3 separate regions of the Triticum aestivum genome follow, and regions 2 and 3 are each linked to region 1. A link is a contact called in public Hi-C data. All regions are on one chromosome and are shown on one strand. The core of a region is the stretch at or near the end of the contact, and the rest is flanking DNA. Distances in the headings are between cores, read along the strand shown.

What was found. Hi-C and Micro-C count contacts between places; a contact is called where the count stands out from the background.
Region 2: a Hi-C map of leaf shows a contact between it and region 1, with 4 times the contacts expected there. The contact joins the enhancer-like site here to the promoter of LOC123077889 in region 1. A contact is called at or near these places in 2 of 5 Hi-C or Micro-C datasets (both in leaf).
Region 3: a Hi-C map of leaf shows a contact between it and region 1, with 7 times the contacts expected there. The contact joins the promoter of LOC123077890 here to the promoter of LOC123077889 in region 1. A contact is called at or near these places in 2 of 5 Hi-C or Micro-C datasets (both in leaf).

Annotation. Positions count from the first base shown.
Region 1 is chr3D:136,764,207-136,768,469 of IWGSC CS RefSeq v2.1, reverse strand. It overlaps LOC123077889 (cyclin-A1-2), which reads left to right and starts at 2,095. Exons shown (of 11, transcript XM_044500246.1): 1 at 2,095-2,513; 2 at 3,363-3,762; 3 at 3,873-4,006. The coding sequence starts at 2,286.
Region 2 is chr3D:136,552,831-136,557,093 of IWGSC CS RefSeq v2.1, reverse strand. No RefSeq gene overlaps it. Among protein-coding and RNA genes, the nearest start is that of LOC123077887, 12 kb to the right of the region's middle. Within about 2 kb of position 1,908, at least 6 of the 8 cell types and tissues checked have an H3K27ac peak or open chromatin away from gene starts, as enhancers often do. A contact at or near this core is called in leaf, where this site is marked.
Region 3 is chr3D:136,896,756-136,901,018 of IWGSC CS RefSeq v2.1, reverse strand. It overlaps LOC123077890 (serine/threonine-protein kinase RHS3), which reads right to left and starts at 2,379. Exons shown (of 3, transcript XM_044500247.1): 1 at 2,097-2,379; 2 at 255-1,171; 3 at 1-112. The coding sequence starts at 1,165.

The sequences.
Region 1 (4,263 bases), core at 846-3,345:
AAGGTTGGGGTGGCGGTGCTAGAGTGGGCTAACCATTTGCACATACGTACACGTTGGTGATCGACCGAATATCCCCAGGATTCAAAACATCTCCCCCGCGTGGCTCCCCTCACAAATCCGACAACCTCCTTGATGCCGGTCACAATCCACCACCAATTGTAGCAAAACCGTGCTCACATAAAGCAATAGAAGAACGACATCCCATCCGCGAATGATCCATCAGCCACCGGTCAGGATGGACGTGACGGCATGACCCGAGCGACCTGGACAGGCGCCGGACCAACAGTTCCTGGCTGGCCCCAAAGCACATGTAGGCGGGGCATCTACGTACCACACTCCACTTTTCAAACTCAAAGTTCAAACTCAGAGGATCCATCACCAGTGGACGGGCGCTCCTCTCCGTTTGCATGCCTTGTGCAGACTCTCGCTCTGTCTCGGGGCACCGGCTGGTTCCACCTCCACGGTGTGCAACCGTACACGACCAACGGCGACAGGGTTGGTCTCACTCTCACCTGCAGCGCGAGATGCCGAGGGAGTGAGTGCGAATAAAAAGTGTCGGGATCGAGCTCGCTGGTCAAACCACACGATGTGGCTAATTTGAATCGCTTCTCTGTATTTGCAGCATCACTGCGGCTAATGAGCCGGCCATGTTGAAGTGCAGCCACGTTTGCTCCCGCTTGACTTAGCCGTGAATGCTAAGTACGGGCCGGCATGACTGAACGGTCACTGACAGCAACGGCATCAGCATTAGCTTCCGGATCCAAAAATGGCACGGACCTACCTGCTAGCCCGGAGGCAGCATCAGTAGTTCAGCAGACAGATGCGGGCCCCACTCCTACCTTGCCTACTGTGACGTTACCGTAGTGCCTAGTCCATACAGTGGCTTTTCGCCCGCACAGCACACTCCGAGATCTTTGCATGCTTTCCAGCCCTACTAGGACAGAACTCGGACTACCGGTTCGAAAAAATTTAAAACCCAAAGCCCTCCGTCCAGAGTCCAGAGCCCCGCTGGTGGCACGTGCGGTTTGCGGCCCGTTGGTGGCCGGTGAGGAGGAGGGCAGCGCGCATCAGCGTTTCAAAGTTCAAACCGCGAGGAGAAGCAAAGCCGACGGACGGGGCCCACCCGCTCCCCCCTGACCTCGAGCGCACGCACGCTCCCCCAGGATGCATGCCGTTGCCGTCCTGACGGACGGACGCGATCTGTTGGAGGTTCAAACACGCCAGTTTCCCTCCACTACACTAGACACTAATCCCGTAATTAGTTATCGCTGCTTGAAGAAATAATAAAGAAAATGTGGAAGGGCGCTTTTCTTTCTTCTTTGGATTTGGATGGACGCGTTGGATATCATGCCACGTACTAGTACTAGGAGGAGTGTTGTGCATCGAGCGCTTCCCTATATTGCACCGTGACAAAAGGAGCCCCCCACCCCAACCCCACCGCACGCAGATTTCAAATTTCGAAATTTGAATGGGAGAGCCGTGGGGCAATCTGTAACGGCAATAAACACATGCATGGCAGCAGCGGCCTTGGTTCTCTAACTCACGCAGTACAGTAGTACTAGTAGTTTCAAAAGAAGAACTCTGCTGTGACACAATCTGGCCTGAACTAATCCGCGCGACATTTTCCGATGTGCAATTTTTGTATGAATAGAGCTAAACTATATAGTACTACGATTTCTTAGATAATATAGTAATGCTATTTTCTCTTGCTAAAGTGAATCTCACTTCACGTCCCTAAGTAACTACCACTACAGTGTAAGTTTAATCCAGGCTACATTTTTTCCGTTGGCACTCCGCCCAACAAACTTAAAATCCTCCCCACAAAAAAAAACTTAAAATCCTAGTACTGAGGTACATGTCAGAGGCATTGGAGTTTGCAGTGATTGATTGTATGAACCTTGTGATTGAGTAATACATTATTTCACCCGAAAAGAAAAAAGAAGTCCGTGTCAAGTCCAGTATAGAGGGCAGTTTGAATTTTAAGCGATTAGTTAATTGGCAGCCTAAATAGGCAAGTAGCCCCCAGGCAGGAAACTATTTTGAAAGGACAGGGTGTTTTTCCTAATATAGCCACCCCCTTCCCCCCACCTCTTCTTCTCCCCCCGTCGCCCTCCCCAAACCCCAGGGCTCTGTCTGTCGTGCCGGGACACCAAACCCTCGCCACTCCCCTCCCCCGCTCCGCTGCCCCCCTACAAATCCCACCCGAGGTCCACGGAGTGCTCCGCGAGGTCGGTGGTTGTGTGGTGGCAGCGAGCGACCTCCCCCGCCCTCACGCCCGCGCCCCGATGTCGAGCAACTCCGCCGCCCCCCGCCGCTTCTCGTCGGCGATGTCGACCTCGACGGCGAAGCGCCCGGCCGTGCCGGAGGGCGCCAGGGCGGCGGCGGGCCCCGCGGCCGCGCAGCAGCAGGCCAAGAAGCGCGTGGCGCTCGGCAACCTCACCACCAACGTCGCCGCGGCGGCCGCGGGCAGGGCCGGCTGCGGGAAGATCGCGGTCGTCACGACGGGCAATGCGGTACGGATCCGAACCCCTGAGGGATTGCCTTTTTTGTTTGTTTGTTGTTGTGGGATGAAATGGTTGCCGTCTGGGGTTGAGATCGTGGGCCGGTTTAATTTGAATTTTGAATGGCTATGGTTGGAACCCCTGTAGAGGGCACGAGCGCAGGTTGCAGTCGCTCCTGCTGTTGCTTCTGCCCATGGGGCTCTACGGATGGATCAAGTGCATTGCCCTGTTCCTCGGATAGGAAAATCCTCGATGCGGAGATTTGGATGTGTTGTCCATCCTTCGGGGCGATATGTCAAACGTTTAGTAGTTTCTCTGGTATCAGAGGACATACTGCGATTTATTGCCTCTTGTACCCAATCAGCAGCGTGTTTTGTGCTCTTGAAACTACAATGTTTCTGGGTTGATTTTGGCTTGTGATGTTTTCCATTTCATGGATTTCTCATCTTCCACTTTTCCTAAAATTGATTTTGCTTTGTATTGTTTTCCATTTCTGGGACATACTCTGCGATTGCTAATCTTCCACTTTTCCCAAATTTTGATGCCTCTTTTCTGTGCGTTTCTGGCTGCTATGTCCACTCAATTTTGCGCCTTTACCAGTACTGCTCTTTCTGTTGCGGATCATATTTCAGGAGTTTGGCTCATGTTCTGGCAAGAATTCTTGCTGAGCGTTTATGGTTAAAATCTTACACTGCCCTAGAACAGTTTAGCATAAAGTTACTCTGGAATTTTCTAATATCATACTAGTATTATCCATGTTTGTTATTTGTACAATTTGTAATTCAAACTGTGCTTACTGATGCATGCGTGAGAGCAAGAGATTTGGAATCGGTTATTTACCTTTTCTAGTTTGTAATGCAGAGGTTGAATTCAGCTACCTCAGCTGCACCTGTGAAGAAGGGAGCTTTGCCAAGTGCTCGGAATGCAAGCGCAAATCGTGGCTCGGCTGTGAAATCGGCTTTCACCAAGCCAGCTCCTGTCACATCTCGCCATGAGAGCTCCGTACAGAAGGAGAGTGTTCCTCCTCGTAAGGTGCCTACTGTGGTGCCGATTGCCGTGCCTGCCGTTATACCCTTCAGCAGCTTCGTGTCTCCTGGACATTCAGGAGATTCGATTTCCACTGACGAGACTATGTCGAGTTGCGATTCTATGAAGAGCCCCGATTTCGAGTACATTGACAACGGTGACTCCTCATTGCTCGATTCTCTACAGCGACGGGCAAATGAAAACCTGCGCATTTCAGATGATAGAACTGTGGAAGGTTTGTTTTCCTTTCTGAACATTGACAGTTATGTCTAGGGCGTGTCCTCTTATAGTGTACTCTTTTGTTAGACCTTTTGTCATTAATGTAGTGCCTTTCTTCTTTCGCAGGAGCTAAGTGGAAGAAGGATGCTGCTGCCCCAATGGAAATTGACAACGTTTGTGACGTTGATGATAACTACGAGGATCCACAGCTGTGTGCTACTCTTGCTTCTGATATCTATATGCACTTGCGAGAGGCTGAGGTGCGCATTCTTTTCTTCAGCATCTTCTTTCAGCCTGCTCCTTCAAATGTTTAGATCAGAACAGATTAGTATATCTTCTACATTACATGATGACATGATTATTGGACTTAAAAACCTTCTTCAGTTTGCGCATGTTTCTTATTGTTGCTTGCCCTTCTCAGCTTGTGGTCTAGAGGTCTGTCGGTGTCATCATAGACCTTATTGTCAATTACCAGGAATGTGTCGAAAGAACTAGTAGCAAATGCCAAATGCTTGTT
Region 2 (4,263 bases), core at 659-3,158, 210 kb after region 1:
CATCCTGCAGCCAATGCTCTTCTTCATTGGATTAGTGACACCCAGAACTCATCATAACTTGAACCTGATTAGTCTAGTCTCTCTATGCTTTTACTTTCCTCTTGTAAAGACCTTCGTATTTGTTAGCAAAATCAAAATTCATTGTTAGCAAGAAAAAAAGACCTTTGTATTTGTTTTACACCTGCTCAACATATAGGCAAATGACCTGCACGCTTGTTTGGCAAAAGCCAGTTGCCTACATGGAACTAAGCTAGTGGGGATCGACTTGTATGCTAAGAAATTCTAGTGATAATCGACATGGCACAAGAAACAGATAACACTGAATCTCAAAAAGAGAAAATGAAGGGGAACAAGACGGAGACAACCCTTTTCTCAAGAAAGAGGCATATGTTTGCCATCTCTAGCACACACCAACACTGTGCATGGTTTACTTGTCCAACTTTAAGACTTCACCTCTGATATTCAACAAAGATGACCAAGATAGTTATCCTAAAGCTTGACTGGATTGATGCAAAAAAGGAATCTATATCTGCCCACATAATTTTTACTATTTTTTTGCCAGAAAATCAAAGTTTGATCTTCTTTATATTATATTAAACAACATAGTCTTACCCTTAGTGGCCCTTACCTCAGCATTTGAGTGTGCATTCGCAACAAGTTACTTCTTGAAGCTGCGGTGTGCTCCTTTGCTAGGCTCCAGATTGATTGGTCCGCCAGGAAGCAATTGCATGCTGGCCACATTGCAAAGGAATTAAAAACACATCATGGTGGCTTGTTGTGTGGCACAAATGACTCAAGCATAACTTGCTGGATTTGAACAGGATAAACAAACAGTCGCTGGATTTGAGAAATGGTATTTGTTGGTTGGGGTGCTATCACTGAGCTGGTCTGGTCTTGCAACCTGGCTCGTAATAAAGGAGGTGACAGCAAATTGGGGTTGGCATGTGCCAAGTGGGCTCATATTGCTATTATCCAACACCAGAGGAGGGCCTACATATTTTGAATTCTTTTCTTTTGGGAATAGCTGGCTTTATTTGGACCGAGTTGGCTATTATGGCCAACAAAACAGGTCCCTGTTTTTTCAGTCAATGCTTCACTAAAACTAAAAAATGCATGATAAATATATTTGGTTTGTCACAGATACCGTAGCAATGATCTACTACTCTACGGGCTTGTCGATCGATTATTGGCTGTTGGTCTGTTAAAGATGTACTCCCTCTGTATCAAAATATAAGATGTTTTCTGATACAAAGGTTTATAAAAAACGTTTTATATTTTGATACGGAGAGAGTGCAAAATACGCCACTTGGCTCGTTGCCCACACCAAAATACATGGTCGCCTGGGAGTTATACCAGAAAAACCAAAGCTAAAAGAGATGGACAAGATCAGTTCCCCGAAACAATGAGGTCACTGTGTGTTCATGGCGTACATCCGACGTGGCGAAATCCTTTCATCGCTGGCCTAGCGAAATGCTGGTGGTCACTTGCGAAATGAGGGAGGAGCTGTCATGCTGGTAGAGGTACCACTCATGCCAGCACGTTGGAGTGCTGCCCCTGCATTGGGTTTTAATTAGTTAGCGAGCCGCGAGAAGATTCCAAGCCCCAAACATTATAAAAATAACCAGCGGATCGGCCGGATTTTTCTTAATTTTGTCTAATCTGCCTCTCAGCGACAGAAAATGGATTAGCTAGCTGTACTGGCTTCGGTTCTTCATCAGACTTATGGTTTTTAATCATGCTGTCTTTCTCCGAGGATGAGCGCTGCGATTGACCGGAGGCGTTGCTTCTTTGAGGAGCTCACGGTACCGTCCCCGGGATGGGCCCACGGGCGAGCAAGTGTGGGCCACACGCAAGGCTGCCAAGTGGTGTGACCTGGCCGTGCTTGATCTCTTGTGGAGCGAGGGTGTGCGGCGTGTCATGGTGCTCCACGTCTCCTGTGGGAGTAGGTTTGTATGGAGGTAGGATGATTCGATAGATGTGGACGCTATTTCACTACTCTAGTGATGGAAAATGACCTGTCTAGAAATGAGATCGCGACTTGGAATATTCAAGAGAATATCTATTTATTTATTTATTTTAGTTTGTTCTTTTATTCTCATGAAATGAATTGTAGGAATTGGTGTGTTCTTTTAGACTACTCTCTCCATTCTAATTATAGTATGTACTTTGTTTTATCTTTCACTAAGATAATCATTTTCGCCAAGATTTTCTTTGTTGTACATAACACAATTTTTAGCACTAGATTTGTTTTCAGAAATACTTATTTGACACCTGAAATTCCATGTCACGTCTTGGCTCAACCCAACTTCCATGCCATCTCCCAGGCGACCTAGTGACGGTATCTCGGCTAAGGGGCCTCTGGCCGCATCCGGCTAGACGTAGGCGTGGTGCATACTGCTGGCCATGATGACACGAGGTGAGGCAGCGGTGGTACAACCGACCAGGTCCTCAAGTGATCCGGGTGTTGGTGGCCAGGGCGGCAATGCGGGGCTTCAACGACGCAATACTCTGACAAGTGGCAGAGGAAGAGACATGCGACAGACGGAGACGATGCAATCGAGCTGGGGAGCTACATGTTGGTGCTTTAGGGACGCACCTCACCTCGGTCCGATTCGTGCAGTAATCGTTGTCCTTCGATTTAGGGGGTGACGATTTTGCTTGGGCGAGCAATGGATGAAAGTCAAGGTGGCTCCCCGAAAGGGGTGAAGGCAGTCTCGAAATGGTGTGGCAGGTCTTTGAGACTCCAGAGCGTCATCCCCCAGTTATGGCGGTCTTCGGAGCTTCATAACTAGTGAATGGTGCAGGGGTCTTGATGCACGTTTTACATATGCCGAAGTCGAGGGGTGGGAATCCTGCTCCTCCAATAATAGTTTTGATTTCTCTCTCCTTTTTGTGGCGGAATTGCCTCTAGTGTTATAGTTCGGTGCTTTCGTGAGGCATCTTATGTGCTCCTTTAGTAGCCTTCCGGGGTTTTTGAAGGAAATATGCCCTAGAGGCAATAATAAAGTTGTTATTTACATTTCCTTGTATCATGATAAATGTTTATTATTCATGCTAGAATTGTATTAACCGAAAACTTAGTACATGTGTGAATACATAGACAAACAGAGTGTCTCTAGTATGCCTCTACTAGACCAGCTCATTAATCAAAGATGGTTAAGTTTCCTGACCATAGACATGTGTTGTCATTTGATGAACGGGATCACATCATTAGAGAATGATGTGATGGACAAGACCCATCCGTTAGCTTAGCATAAATGATCGTTTAGTTTATTGTTATTGCTTTCATCATGACTTATGCATGTTCCTCTGACTATGAGATTATGCAACTCCCAAATACCGGAGGAACACCTTGTGTGCTATCAAACGTCACAACGTAACTGGGTGATTATAAATATGCTCTACAGGTGTCTCCGATGGTGTTTGTTGAGTTGGCATAGATCGAGATTAGGATTTGTCACTCCGTGTATCGGAGAGGTATCTCTGGGCCCTCTCAGTAATGCTCATCACTATAAGCCTTGCAAGCAATATGACTAATGAGTTAGTTGCGGGATGATGCATTACGGAACGAGTAAAGAGACTTTCCGGTAACGAGATTGAACTAGGTATGATGATACCGACGATCGAATCCCGGGCAAGTAACATACCGATGACAAAGGGAACAACGTATGTTGTTATGCGGTTTGACCGATAAAGATCTTTGTAGAATATGTAGGAGCCAATATGAGCATCCCGGTTCCGCTACTGGTTATTGACCGGAGATGTGTCTCAGTCATATCTACATAGTTCTCGAACCCGTAGGGTCCGCACGCTTAATGTTCGATGACGATTTATATTATGAGTTATGTGATTTGATGACCGAAGTTTGTTCGGAGTCCTGGATGAGATCACGGACATGACGAGGAGTCTCTAAATGGTCGAGATATAAAGATTGATATATTGGACGATGATGTTCGGACAACGGATGAGCTCCGGGAGGTACCGGATAAATATCGGAGTGCCGGGTTATCGGAACCCCTCGGGGGAACTAATGGGCCTTCATGAGCCTTAGTGGGGAGAGAGAAGGGCCACAAGGGGTTTGCCCCCCCCCCCCGCTTTGGGTCCGAACTGGACTAGGGGAAGGGGGCGGCACCCCCCTTTCCTTCCTTCCCCCTCTCCCTTCCTTCTTCCCCCTTTCCTCCAGGTGGAATCCCACTAGGACATGGAGTCCTAGTAGGACTCCCCTCTCCTGGCGCGCCCTACAGGGCCGGCCGGCCTTCCCCT
Region 3 (4,263 bases), core at 1,130-3,629, 130 kb before region 1:
CATGATGTGCCCCCCGTCTCGGACGAGCACGTTCTCCGGCTTGAGGTCTCGGTACACAATGCCTAGCATGTGGAGGTACTCTAGTGCGAGCAACACCTCAGAGGCATAAAATCTAGGCAAAAACAACCAGGGAAAGAGAATTATGATGAGCAATTGAGCTATATACATGTCATCGCACAAACACCGAACCGGAATCGAGTACCAATAACAAGGTAGTACTAAATACAACAATCTGAACTCTGAAGTGAACCAACCTGGCTGCTTGCTCGGAGAAGTGCTTGTGCAGCTGCTTCTGCCGAAGCGAATGGAGATTACCGCCGCAGCAATACTCCATGACAAGGCAGTAGAACTTGTCGGTCTCGAAATGAGTGTACAGCGTGGGCAGAAAAGGGTGATCGAGAAGGCCGAGTATCTCCCTCTCCGTTTGCGCCCTGATCAGCTTGTTCCTGCTGATGAGCGACTCCTTGTCCATCACCTTCATCGCGAAGAACGTGTCTGTACCCCTGAGCTCCACAAGGTAAACACTGCCAATGTCCCCGTATCCAAGGCGCTTCAGAAGTCTAAAGTGGACTAGGCTGAGAGGGGAGTCCCTGGAGGTGGCCAACTGGACAGCCTCCCATCGGCAGTCCCCTCCGGTGTGATGCTTGACATGGCCGGACATGCAGCTATCCAAGCTGTTACTTCTTGGACTGTCAGCGCTACCTTGAGGAATGGTTAGAGCGGAATCACTAAGTTTCTCTTGTGTATTACTGTTCATGCCTTTGGATGCTGCTTTTGTTGGTGTCAGCACAGGGCTCTCTGCAGGATTAACGAGGCGTTTTGTCATGTGGTTCGGGTTTCCTTTGTCAGCAAAATCTTCTTTCTTGGGACGTGGTTTCTTATCGGAAGGGATCTGCGAGTGTGCAGCCTGTTTGGATGCTGTGGATGGATTGGCTGAGACACCTGGTTGATTCCGGTCTAAGGCGCCATTGAACGCTGTATTTCCACGAGTGCTGAAGTCCATTGGGATCTGCGAGTGTGCAGCTGGTTTGGATGCTGTGGATGGATTGGCAGATACACCTGATTGATTCCGGTCTAAGGTGCCATTGAACGCGGTATTTCCACGGGTGTTAAAATCCATTTTGTCATTCGCGGTGTCCAGTTTGTTGTATGACCTGGAGTTCATCTGAAACTTCACAAAATAGTTCATTATTACAGTAAGAATGTGCAATAGTAGAATCATTTAACTCTAGAAGTAGAATTTGGAAGACCAAATGGTGCATTATAATTCCAAACAAAACAACACCTTCACAATGATCATGATAAGAGGCATTAATCAACTTCCCAGGAAGAAATAAAAAAAACTGAAGAACTTTTTGCTGTCATAACCATTGCTAATTCTGTATTCCTGGTTATATAGCCTTCTTATATGATACATCATTTTGAAGAAATATTACATTGTTTCAGTCGACAATGTCTAAAATAGTAATAATGCATTATTTTACGTAATAATAATGGATTTGTACAAGAATGAAAATACAATTGTATTGATCATTATATTAACATTGTTACCTTAATAAGTTGTGTATATACACCACAGTTCTCAAACTATCACATATGCCATTTTAAAATAAATTTAGTACATAAATATGCATATCCATGAATATGCAAGAAGTGTAATTTGGAGGCAGAACATGCACATACAGACAAGTTGACTATATGAAGTCATGTATCTCAGACTCCTAGCTCAGAAGTTACACAACTGTCACGGACAGGCATACAGATGTACAATACAATTATAAAATCCGTGATCCGTTCTCTGAAATAGCAAAGGCCTAGCTGAGAACTTTCTCTGAACATAACAACGCTGTGTCAAACTAGCATGTGAGCGTGTCTGATCATGTATGCAAGCACCGAACAATCGCGAAGGAACATACTCAAAACCAATCAAATTGAAGCGCCAAACCAAGCAGACATGTCGTTCACACCTTGCATTTTGCAACGCATTGGAATTAAAAAAAAAACTCCGGTTTAATCCGGAATTTACTGATATATCTAGCACATTGGAACAGGCTAGCAGGGGTGACCGATCGCCGGGGGAAGAGGCACAAACAAACCTGGAGTGGATCAGGTGAGGCGGACCAAGCCCCGGCGGCCCCCGCAAACGCCACGGCAAGGCACCGTCTGGAAAGGGGGCAGACGCGAGGTCACCCTCCCATGGGCGGGGAGGCGGCGACGGTGGAGGTGGTTGTTTCGCGGGGAGGCGACGGGGCGTGGAGGAGGCTGGGGTGGGACGGGGAAGGCGCGCGGGAATGGGTGGAGAGGAGGCATTGCTAAATTTAACAAGGAGCACGCGCAGGCGCAGGCGCAGGCGCGGCGGAAGTGGGAGGCGGTGGAGAGAGGAGGGGGAGGAAGGGGTTGAAAGAGGTGACGGCCGGGGCGGCGTTTCCCAAGGCGGGCCGGACTGTGGAAGACGAGCCGGCATTTGGAACGATGTGGTGTGGTTGCGTGATTTTGAGGTTTGGAAATAAACTGGGAAAACGACATGTCTCAATTTTTTTTTCTGTTTTTTTCAAAGCGGGCTATAGCATCTGCAGCAGTCTCCCAAAAGATCTCTCCCTATTCAGGTGTGCCCTTGTAGCAGTTTCACTGTAAACCTTGCCCTTGCACCCTGGCATATGAGCCCCATATGTCAGTGACTAATTTCTCCTCTTTTTCTCTCTTGCATCCATGTTAGACATCCACGGAGCTCCGGCGACCCGCGGCACCGCGGTTGCGGGAAACGGTGAGGCAGCGGTGGTACGGTGAGGCGACGGGACAGGATGCAGCGGCAGCGTGACGGGGCATTTGTTTGGCGATCAATGAAGGCGGCGCGTCGGGGTGGCAAGTTTTTTTAGAGAGTTGCAACTCTCCCTCTATTTGAGGAGAGATCGGGTGTTTCTTTCTGGGAGACCAAATTTTTCTGGGAGAATAAGGAGACTGTTGAGTATAATGTTTATTAGAAAGTATATGATAGACTAGGATTTGTTCCTACCTTCTCTTGTACTCCAAGATGACCATGTACTCATATATATATATATATATATATATATATATATATATATATATATATATATATAGTGTGTGCGTGTGTCCATGAGGCTCAAGCAATAAAACAACTATTCCACCAAATCCCCCTTTCCCTTCTAACATGGTATCATCCTAATCCCGATCCAAAACCCTAGCCGTCACCACCGCTTCCGCATCGCGCCGCCCCCGGGACGGTCGATCTCCATGATCGCCATCGGGGGCCGCGCCGCCCGTACCTAGGGTTCGTCCGCCGGTCGTGTTGACCGGTTGTCCTAGAGAGTCTTTTTCCTAATCCATTGATTGGGGGTTTTTCTCTCGCAGATCGATTGATCGGCGTTATTTTTCTTTGGTTTTCCGATCTCAGATGGGTTTGGGTCGCCCATTGCCGTCCGTCGTCTACAACGCGCGTCTACTCCAACGACATCTTCATCATCTTCGACTGGATCAATTGCGGGCGCGACGCCCAGATTTTACGCATGACGCGCGTCCGATGTGCTAAGGACGTCGGCCGCTCGCGCGGTTCTACGCTAGCCGCTCGTCCTCGCCTCGTGCCCCGCGAGCGTGGTTTCCTGCTCAAGCGTCCGCATCGGCCCATCGTTCAACACTGCGCGTGGCCGTGTCCCTACGTGCATGTGCTTGTGCTGCCCCTTGATCCACACAGGGCATGTTGGCTGCTCGTACCTGCTACATCCAGTACGGCGAAGGTGAAGGCTCTCCGTCTGCTTGCACTTGTACATCTCAGCCCCCACAGCTCCTGGGCGTCCGGTTGCGAGCCGCTGCATTGTCCGGCCTCGCGGACGCAGGCCACCGAATTTCATGAAGATCGTCCGTACGCGTCTCTTCACCGAGCGAGCAACATGATACAACTGTGTCGTCCCTTCGGACCGCAGCGTTGCCTGGTTCTCCCTGTGGCTGCATCGATCTGCGCCGCCGCTGCGTCGCTCCTTCGGGCCGTAGCGCCGCGGTTCGTGGTCCCCGCCGCCACCCTGAGGTCGTTCCCGTGGTTGCACCAACTCGCGTGCTGCCGCTGTGCCGCCCCTTCGGGCCGTAGTGCCGCGGCCGGCGGTCAACCGCTGCACTGAGGCCCGCTCCAGGCCGTCCCCGAGGCTGCACCGACCCTCGCGCTGCCGCTACGTCGCCCCATCGGGCCGTAGCGAGCGTGGCACGCGATCCCTGTAACCCCGAAGGTCTTCCCCGTCGTCGCCTCAACCTGCC